2 separate regions of the Sus scrofa genome follow, and region 1 is linked to region 2. The links are chromatin contacts, called in public HiChIP or PLAC-seq maps. All regions are on one chromosome and are shown on one strand. The core of a region is the stretch at or near the end of the contact, and the rest is flanking DNA. Distances in the headings are between cores, read along the strand shown.

Region 1 (4,626 bases), core at 807-3,306, 91 kb after region 2:
CCTTTGATATGTACCATATATGATCTTTTGTTATTTAGTCTTACAGTAAAAACAAACAAGTTTATATTAGGCCTCAATTTCAATCCTTTCTTTTCTTGAAATAGTTGGACACTGCTTCCAATAACCTTTCAGTATACCATGTGTGATATGATTATGATTTATAGCTAGGCTAATTCAATTTATAGGCTTACACTAAATGAATAATGCTGTTTCGCCAAGTTATCTACATTGCCCTTATTGAGATTCTGGTAGATTTCTTCCACATTATTGGTTTCTATAATAGGAGTTTGATATCATTATATAAAATTCCAAATTCTTATTTTTGTTTCATCTTTAAAATCTTTTTTTATTATTTATTTGGGGTGTTTACCCAATCAGTTTCCCAAAAGTGTTGCTCCTGAACAAAACTGAGTCTAGGCTTACCCTGTGATTTCCATTAAAGCTATTTCCTCTGAACACATTTCAGTTTTCACTCTGTCACTCAGTTGCCTACTAAGCAGTCACATTCTGGTTGGTTTTCTCCTCACCAGTCATTCTTTAACTTGGCTATTGATCTCTAACAGCAAAATGCCCCAAGTGCTTATTAGAAACCCTGACAAATAACTTCAATAATGAATGACTTTACTTGCCACCCAAGTAATGTCTTCAAAGACGCCAAGTTAAACCATCCAAGTTAAATACACATTAAAGCTGGCGAACTTAAACAAACATTTCTTATCTAGCCTCTCTACTATTAGCTGACTTTTAAGTTCCTTCTTTAACCTATTGTTAAATGAATGACCAGTCTGAAGTGTTCCCCCCATCTGTTTTCCAGTGTCTATGACCTTCCTGTCCCCTTGTTCTCAACTAGGGTTACTCCCTTTTTCATTCTGCAACATCTTCCTCTAGCCTTCAGTATAAAATTCTGTAATAATTAGTGGGGCATACCAAGCCCATCGGCCACTTCCCAAGGTGTGTCATCTCAAAATACTTGCAGTTCATGGAATAAGCCATGACGTTTTTCACTTCTCCCAGGGTTGCATCCATTAGCCCTTAGAATGTTTAGAATACTTAGAATGCTACGCTAATTTCTTACCCTCTTACCCTAATTTCATTTGATTTGTGTTTGAATACCTTGCTTAGTTGAGTCTTCTTCTTCCAGGAAGCCTTCCTAGCTGGATGTGACTGAAAGCTCCTACAGAGCCCTTTTGGTGACCTCTTCCCATTCTACCACTGACCCCTGTGGTGTTAATTTCCTGACCCTGAGCTTTCTGAGGCAGGAATTAACTTCCATCTCCATTTTTTCAGCACCTAGCAGAGTGGTTGACAAAAAGAGATATGTGAATGATAATCAATATCCATACATTGCTCAACCGACTCACTCTGTTACCTTTTGAATCTTGAAATGACCAAATAAGTCTTTTGGATGAATCTCTATATGACAGTTCTTGTTTATCTAAATTAATATTTTATTTATGGGATGATATGAGAAAAAGAATGTATAGACAACTGGGTCACTTTGCTGTACAGCAAAAATTGATATAACATTGTAAACTATACTTTAATTAAGAAAAGTAATTTAAAGTTGTATCAGTAGGAAAAACAATAAAACATAATAGGTGGCATTTCAAATAGGATGAAAAGAAAAAAAATGTTTCTCAGAAACTAAAATATGTAACTGAGCATAATGCATCTTACAAAAGTTATTAACCCAAAGGAAAACAGATGTTCCTACTGGAAATGATGATACATTTGTCCATGTGGTTGTCCCAAGAACATATACGCTTTGTGAAGAAGAAAGCAAACTTTTTGAAGGTTTGAGTTATATCAGGGCATATTTTTCATGCAATTTTAGGAAACTGACAGTTACTCAGATCTTTAGCTTTAAAAAAAACCTCATCATCCAAATGCAAAATCCAAAAGGAAACCTCACTCCTGAATGTTATCAGTTCGTTTCATTTTTTAATAGATTGCTTGACTCAGGGTGACTTGGTTGCCTAAGGTTAGACAGGGCTTCCTTCATTCATCCACTGTCTTGAGTCTGTTCTTTCAAGCACGGAGGAAGCCAGACATTAGGGAACACTATGCAATCATTTATGTTTCCCCATCTATATGCATCCTGTCAAAATCATTTTCACTATAGTCTATGGTCTTTTCAGCTACAGACTATAGGGTGTCCATGGACAGCACAGTTAGGAAGGTACTAGAAACTGTTAGGGATCTTAATCACACTACTTTTTCTAACACACCACCCTAACCAATGGTTTAGAGTAAATCTGTGGAGCTCAGAAATTTTAAAACTTGCTCCCTTCTCTCTCTGACCCCCAGGAATAAAATTCTCACAGGGGGAATTTTCCTGTGGCCTGTGTTGCTCCTTTCTGGCTTCTCTTAAGTGAGTTCCTGTAGCACTGTCAAAGCTCACCCCTCACCACTGGGACCGGATGCTTCAGTGGATCAGATGCAGTTACTTCAAAGGAAATGTCACCTTAGATTGCGTTGTCCAGAGGTTGAGGGTTGAATAGAACTGACAATCCAGTTCCCTTTTTAACATGTTGAAGAGCTTTAAAAACATTTGATTTGTAAGAAAAAAAAAAAATCCTAACTTTATCCTTATACATTTAAAAAAAATTTTTTTTCTACATCTTTCACATTTTCCTTCTGTCATCTCTGTTTGTGAGCACTCCATGTCACCCTGGGCAAGGCTGCTGGCTTGTCACCTTCCTGGAAAGTAGTCATAGCCTCTGACTCTCCTGCATCCTGTTTGGGGAAAACAGAGAGATATCCTTTCCTCCTTTCCTCTGCATTTGTCTAAATCCAGTCAGAAAGTTCTCAACAAGTTACTCATTCACAGATCCAGAAATGTTTTCTTTTCTAGCTCTAACTAACTTCTCTTGCCCCTTGATAATTACGATGAAGGTAGATTACAAAGGCTACAAAGGCTAGTTGATAGCCTTTTGTGCTTAAGTCCTACTTGAAAAAAATATTTCTGGGAGGTAACTGAGTTTTTTTTCATTTTGATAAACATGATCCAGCATTGGCAAACAGGTATACTTACCCACTTGCCCTCCTGGTCATGATGCAGAATTGATGCAGGAAAATTACCCACCTGCTAGTGGATTTGACTTTAAATCCTGACACCCCCCTCCCAGCCCTTTTCTTAAATAAACACATCAGCCTGTCAAGCAAAGTATTGTGAGAAAAAAAAAAAAACAGCTTTTAAAACCAATAGAAACAATAAAGAAATAGCCCTTAACCCAGGAAGAAACACTTAAAAGGAACAGAGAAAAGGAGTAACAAATCGCAGGTCATAAACCATTATTCTCTTTTCTGCAGGAATGTATCATTATTACCCTTTTATAAACACAAAGGTTCGCGTCCTCCTCCCTCTCCCAGATGTCCTGGACATTGAAAAGAGAATCAGGAGTATGAACTAATTCCCTGTGTTTTCTAAGCTTCTTTGTAGTTTCTTGGGTTGAAGGGATCGTGCATGATTTGGCTGAAAACAATGATGCAAAACAAAACCCCTAAACCGAAAACTGAAGTTTTACTTTTTCTACCTGAAAATCCTAGAAGACTTTCTGTAAAGTGTTTGCAGCTGGATGTGTGTTGGCTGTGGTGTGGTTTTAGCTCCAAGTCAAATGCTATTTCTCTGTGAACAAGTCACACTGCATATCAACATTAATTTAATTATATTAAATCTCACAGGCTTCATTTGATTAACCTACAAGCCAAGGAAAACATAGGCTGTTGTCCATCCTTTAACACATTATTCAGGAATAGAAGCGTTTTCAGTTTCTTTTCCGAAAGACCACTCAGCTCTCGGTGAAAATTTTCACTTGTGTTGCGGTTCAGTTTGGTTGGAAGTTAAGAGCTGCTTCTTCTGCTTCTACACATGACATGGAACGAGCCGTAGAGTCATTCTAGAACACAAAACCCCTCTCCTCTGCCCTTCCCTTACTTGAATGCAGGTGGCTGGTGACAGGCACACAGCTGGAAGAACATTTACCTGCCACCAGCAAATCATTTCATAATTGAAGAGATCATCCTTAAGAAAAAAGAGAAGGATTTATCAACGCAGTAGTTCCTTCTCACAGATGCTTCTCCACCAGTAGAAACTTTACAATCACACAGTTACTTAAATTTAATTGCTAATTAAAGGCAATGCATAACCATGGAAAAGGCCAAAAAAAAAAAATGTTGAATGGGTTTGGCAGTTTCGCGTTGCATTTGGATAGTTAGCACTTCCTGACTGAAGACCTGTTCAAAGGAACTTGGGGGTCAAGGAACCCTCTGGCACCGTTCATGGTGGGGATTAAATGCAACTGGCTCGGTGGGACTGTGCCTGGGGCCCGTCTCCAAGTGGTCTCTCAGTGGGTGGAACTCACATCCTTTGGAAACTGCTGTTGATAATTACTACTTTGCCGGGCAGTGAGCTCACGCTATTACACAAGATTAGCACTGTGCTCCAGACCTGGCAGATCGTCTGTCCCCAGTGCAGAGATTTGCCAGCTAAGAAAATCATGGGCATGTTGCCACTTTAACAACTATCAGGAGACCCCAGAGTTAGTTTTTCTTCCCTTCGGCATATTCATGTTTGTAGGATCTGACTCCAGGCTGCCAGCCTAGGGCAGTGACACCGAAACAAAT
Region 2 (4,253 bases), core at 551-3,050:
CTCGATTTGACCCCTAGCCTGGGAATCTCCATATGCCGTGTGCGCGGCCCTAAAAAGCAAAAAAAAAATTAAAAACGGTAATATAATAACTATACTAAGAATAAATAAATCATTGTGAAAACAAACAAGATTTCCAAATTCTGCAATTAATAGTTACATCATTCACTGTAGTGAGCTGCTAAATAAAGAGAGAGAAAGAAGGAAAGAGTGAAGGAAAGAAAGGAAGAAAGCACATTTTGAGGACCAAAATTCTGACAAATCTTGTACATGTTTATCAATTAAAATCTATGATCATGCAGAACACAACTTGCAAAAGAAACATTATAACAAGAATCTAGGCTACTGTAAAGTGTGAGTTTAAGCCAACTGACTCAAAGAAATTCAGGGTGAAAATGGAATTTATCCTTTAATCATCACTGCTGTGATGTGTTGTGTTTGATATAATTTTATAAGTAGGGACTTCAGAGAGAAGAATTATCTCATTTTCCATATTTGGAATACTTCCATATTTGTATCGAAAGAAAATTTGCTCTTCCTTCCAATATCCCCAGTGTCAAATTAATGTGCACCTTGGATTTATTTTGTTCCCATTGTATAAACTCATACTTGACTTCAAAGAAAAGGAAGATACAAAGTCTCTCTTTTCTAAGGGGCTGAAATCCTTTGTGTCAACTGGTTGACCCCTGCTCTGTAAGGTCCCATTGGAAATCTTTTGTAACACAATGCAGGGGACTCTTCCAAGTGCTGATGTTGTTTACATAGTTGGGTGGGCCTGGCTGAAAACAAAAATCACATAAACTCGTGAAAGAGTATGGTCCCATTTCCTGACCACAAGGAAGATGTTTGATACATTCAAGGAATCTCTGTTATTCAGGGAAAAAAAATTAAATATTCTACCATAGGGGACACTTAGAAAGACTGAAGGGAGAAAAAGAGCAGAGAAAGCAGAATCTAGACTCCTGTAGGTTTGTGGTAAAGAAAGAGAATCTGTTTGAATCCTACAAGGGATTTGCTTCGGGGAATTTCCTGTCCAGCCCTTTATTCCCAGGGTCTTTGTAGATTGCTCAGTGACGTTGGGCTCCCCATTGGGCAGCTCCTGGCGAAGGCAGTGGGGGATTCCTACACTTTCCCTCTACGTCTCAGAAGGATCTCGTTTTCTAAGTGTCTCTTTCAGATTGGCAGAAGCCAGAAGACTGACACTTCCCTGAGATGGGACAGGCAGGCTCGGTGGCCGAATAGGCACTCTGTAACCAAGTTCTTCGCTGATTTTACAGAGTTTCGTTTGCTCCCAAGAAGAGCTGATGGTACTCAATTGTCTAGTGCTGGCTTGCCCCACCAGAGCCCAGGGGCTCCTTTCCCCTAACCCAGAACTAGCAGCACGGGGGGCGGGGAAATGGGGGTGGGGAGGGGTGGAAGGCAGTGGTTTCCTGGCGCACAGCACGATGTTACTTAGTAAGTCGCTGAATGGGGAGTGCTGCTGTCCCCAAGCCGATTGGTACTTCTTGTCAGGAAGAAACGCAGAGAGGTGGGAGTGCCTGGGGAGGGAGGCAGGCGGTCCCTACTGCAGGCGCGGGGAGCTGCCTTTCCGCCCCTCTGCCTGCTCTCCAAGCCTGGGCTTTTAGGAGTGGCTGAAGCTGCGGAGCGCTTCAGGAGCCGGTGAATGAACCCTCCTCCTCCTTCCTCCTCCTCCTCCTCGCTGAGTCTCCTCCTCGGTGCTGACGGTACAGTGATATAATGATGATGGGTGTCACAACCCGCATTTGAACTTGCAGGCGAGCTGCCCCGAGCCTTTCTGGGAAAGAACTCCAGGCGAGCGGGCGCAACAGCCGTGAACATTAGGTGCTGTGGACAGGAGCAGGGACCGGGATCTGCGGTCAGCCCCGCATCCTCCAGCACCATCCCGCACCCTCCGCACCCTTCCCCGGGCCACCGCGCTTCCTATGTGACCCGCCCCAGCAACGCCGAGCCCATTCGTGCAGCGCTGAGGTGAATTTTCCCCCCAAACTGCCATAAGCCGCCTTTCAAGGTAATCACGTTTCTTTTGTTCCCCCTTTAAAAAGAGAGAGGGAGGGAGAGAGAGAGAGAAACTTAAAGAACAAAAAATCGAGTTTAGAAAAAAGAAGTACATTGTAATTGGTAGAAGGCTTTAATTAAGGCAAAGAGAACTAGCTCTGCAGAGAAGTTAAGAAAATATATGCACTTTAAAAAATGCAGGTAACTTTTAAAAGGACGTTTGGAGAGAGGAATAAGGAATACAGGAGGGACCTTCGTGCTGAAAAAGATCCAGACAAAAGAAGCCCGGGGTGGGGTGGGGGTAGAAGGACTAATGGAATTGGGGGAAGGGAGGGAAGGGAATGCAGAGAACCCCTAGAAACGTCGTGGGGTCTCGAGAGGAGGGAGGGACCCGTGGCACCTTGATCTTTTATTTGTTGTTGTTAATCTGCTTGAGGCAAAAGTTTGAATGGGGACTCCCGAGACTTTCCACGTACAAGTCTCCGAGGCCACCTGGTTCCCGGCCCCTGGTGTGTGGTCAGTGCCCGGCGTTCCTGGAAAGCTGCTCCTGGGCAGCTCCTGACAGGGCGATGCAGGACCTGCGCGGACGTGACCCCTTCAGCCCGCAGGCGATCTGGGAGGAGGTCTGGTCGAGGGAGGTGCAGGGTCCCCGGTCCGTATCTCTTTGGCGACTTTGGGGCTGTCAAGGCTCTGTCTCGTGCCCCCTAGGTTCTTTTGTCCAGCGCGCGGTGCGCCAGAGCCGTCCAGGAGGGAGCAGGGAATGGGGGGTGGGGTTGTTGGAGCGCCGCGGAGGTCTGTTAAGGCGCCAGGGCGGGAAAAGCTTACCCCTTACCAACAGGGATGTGCAAGAATTTTATCTCATCCTGAAGAGCGAGGTGAAGGCTTTAGCTCCCCTCTCAACGAGCAAACCAGTGCTCAGAGCGCTCTTCAGACAAAGGTGGCGCGGGGACCCGAATATGGGGCCTCTAGGACCAGTCCTCTCGCCCGGACTATAACACTCCTCGTATTCCTTCCATTTTCCCACCCCCTCACAGCTCTTAGCCCTAGTTGAGCAACTTTACAGGCGGGTCTTGCGGCTGCGGAGAGCGAGTGCGGGTAGCTCCGGGGGACGCCCTGGGCTGGAGCGCCCCACCGCCCTGCAGAGGCGTGGGCGCCGCCGGGCGGCATCCCTGGTGCGTGCGGGCTGGGAAGCATCTGAGTTGTCCCGGCTCGCTGTCTGTGTCACTGGGCGTGGAGCGGTCAATGTGTTAGGCAGCGGAGAGCAAGGAAGGCAAATAGTGTCATAGCTTAAACTATTTGCTCTCGGATCCAGATGCGCCCCCAGAAAGTCCGACATATCCTGGGGAGATGCTACGGGAGGGAGATGCTACGCGGAGCCTGGAGAGCTGTCCTGCGGTGCGCACACCCACAGGCGGAAAGACAGTCTTGCTGTCCGTGGCCCTTTTCTCATCTTTGTCTCTTCCTCTCTGTCTCCATCTTCTCTGCCTCCCTTCCCCTCTCCCAGCCTCTGCTCAGTCTCTTTCGCTCCAGCGTCCCCTCCCCCACGGCTCACAAATGAATGGCTAGTGTGAAATCCCTGCCTCCCCTGTCTTTGGAGGCAGGCTTGGAGGGAGGAGCGAGGGAGGCGGTGCGCTCCTTCGGTTTTGCCCCCAGTTGGCGTGCTTAGGTCTTGCAGAACCCTGATGTCTAGGAATAGGGCGTTTTTGTGGCGGATGTGGGCGCCCCCTGATGGAGAAATATAGCACAGGCGGAGGAAAACGAGCCCTACCCCCCAAAAGCAACTGAGCCGCTTTCACAACCATGTATTCAAGGATGGAAGACCCTAGTTCCTTGGTTGTTAGTTCTCTACTTTGGAATCTGCTACGTAAATCTAGCGGTTTGGAGGACCCAGGAAGGAGATTACTCTTTGCAAAGGGTGGTGGAAGCGCCTTCTCCGAGTCAGCTGGGATGTGAGCGGCACTCTGGGCCGAGTCTGAAGTTTGGTGGACTGACACATGGTCAGGAGAGGATTCAGGTTTCCAATTTGGGGCGTCATTTTAAGAAAGATCAAATAGAATGCTTTATTTCTGGAAATTTTACTAAGATCCATGACCACTCGAAACCAATGCTGGGGCCCAGCCTCAAAGCATTGCCTAAGAAGGGCCCCAAATCCAACATTTAAACTTCCTTAGTTTCGAATGTGAGAACTTGGGAGGAGTGCGCCGGGGAGGTAAACCAGAAGGGAAAGAAAGGGGCAATGG

The links. HiChIP or PLAC-seq counts read pairs in DNA pulled down with a chosen protein or histone mark.
Region 1: an H3K27ac HiChIP or PLAC-seq map of alveolar macrophages shows a contact between it and region 2. The contact joins the enhancer-like site here to the promoter of VCAN in region 2. A contact is called at or near these places in 16 of 47 Hi-C or Micro-C datasets (alveolar macrophages, brain, embryonic fibroblasts and 9 more) and 2 of 2 datasets of contacts at active chromatin or transcription factors (alveolar macrophages and skeletal muscle).

What each region holds. Positions count from the first base shown.
Region 1 is chr2:91,788,440-91,793,065 of Sscrofa11.1, forward strand. The region is part of intron 12 of VCAN (versican); the gene reads left to right. Among named protein-coding and RNA genes, the nearest start is that of VCAN, 91 kb to the left of the region's middle. Within about 2 kb of position 2,057, at least 7 of the 83 cell types and tissues checked have an H3K27ac peak or open chromatin away from gene starts, as enhancers often do. A contact at or near this core is called in alveolar macrophages, where this site is marked.
Region 2 is chr2:91,697,983-91,702,235 of Sscrofa11.1, forward strand. VCAN (versican) reads left to right here and starts at 1,801. Exons shown (of 15, transcript NM_001206429.1): 1 at 1,801-2,026.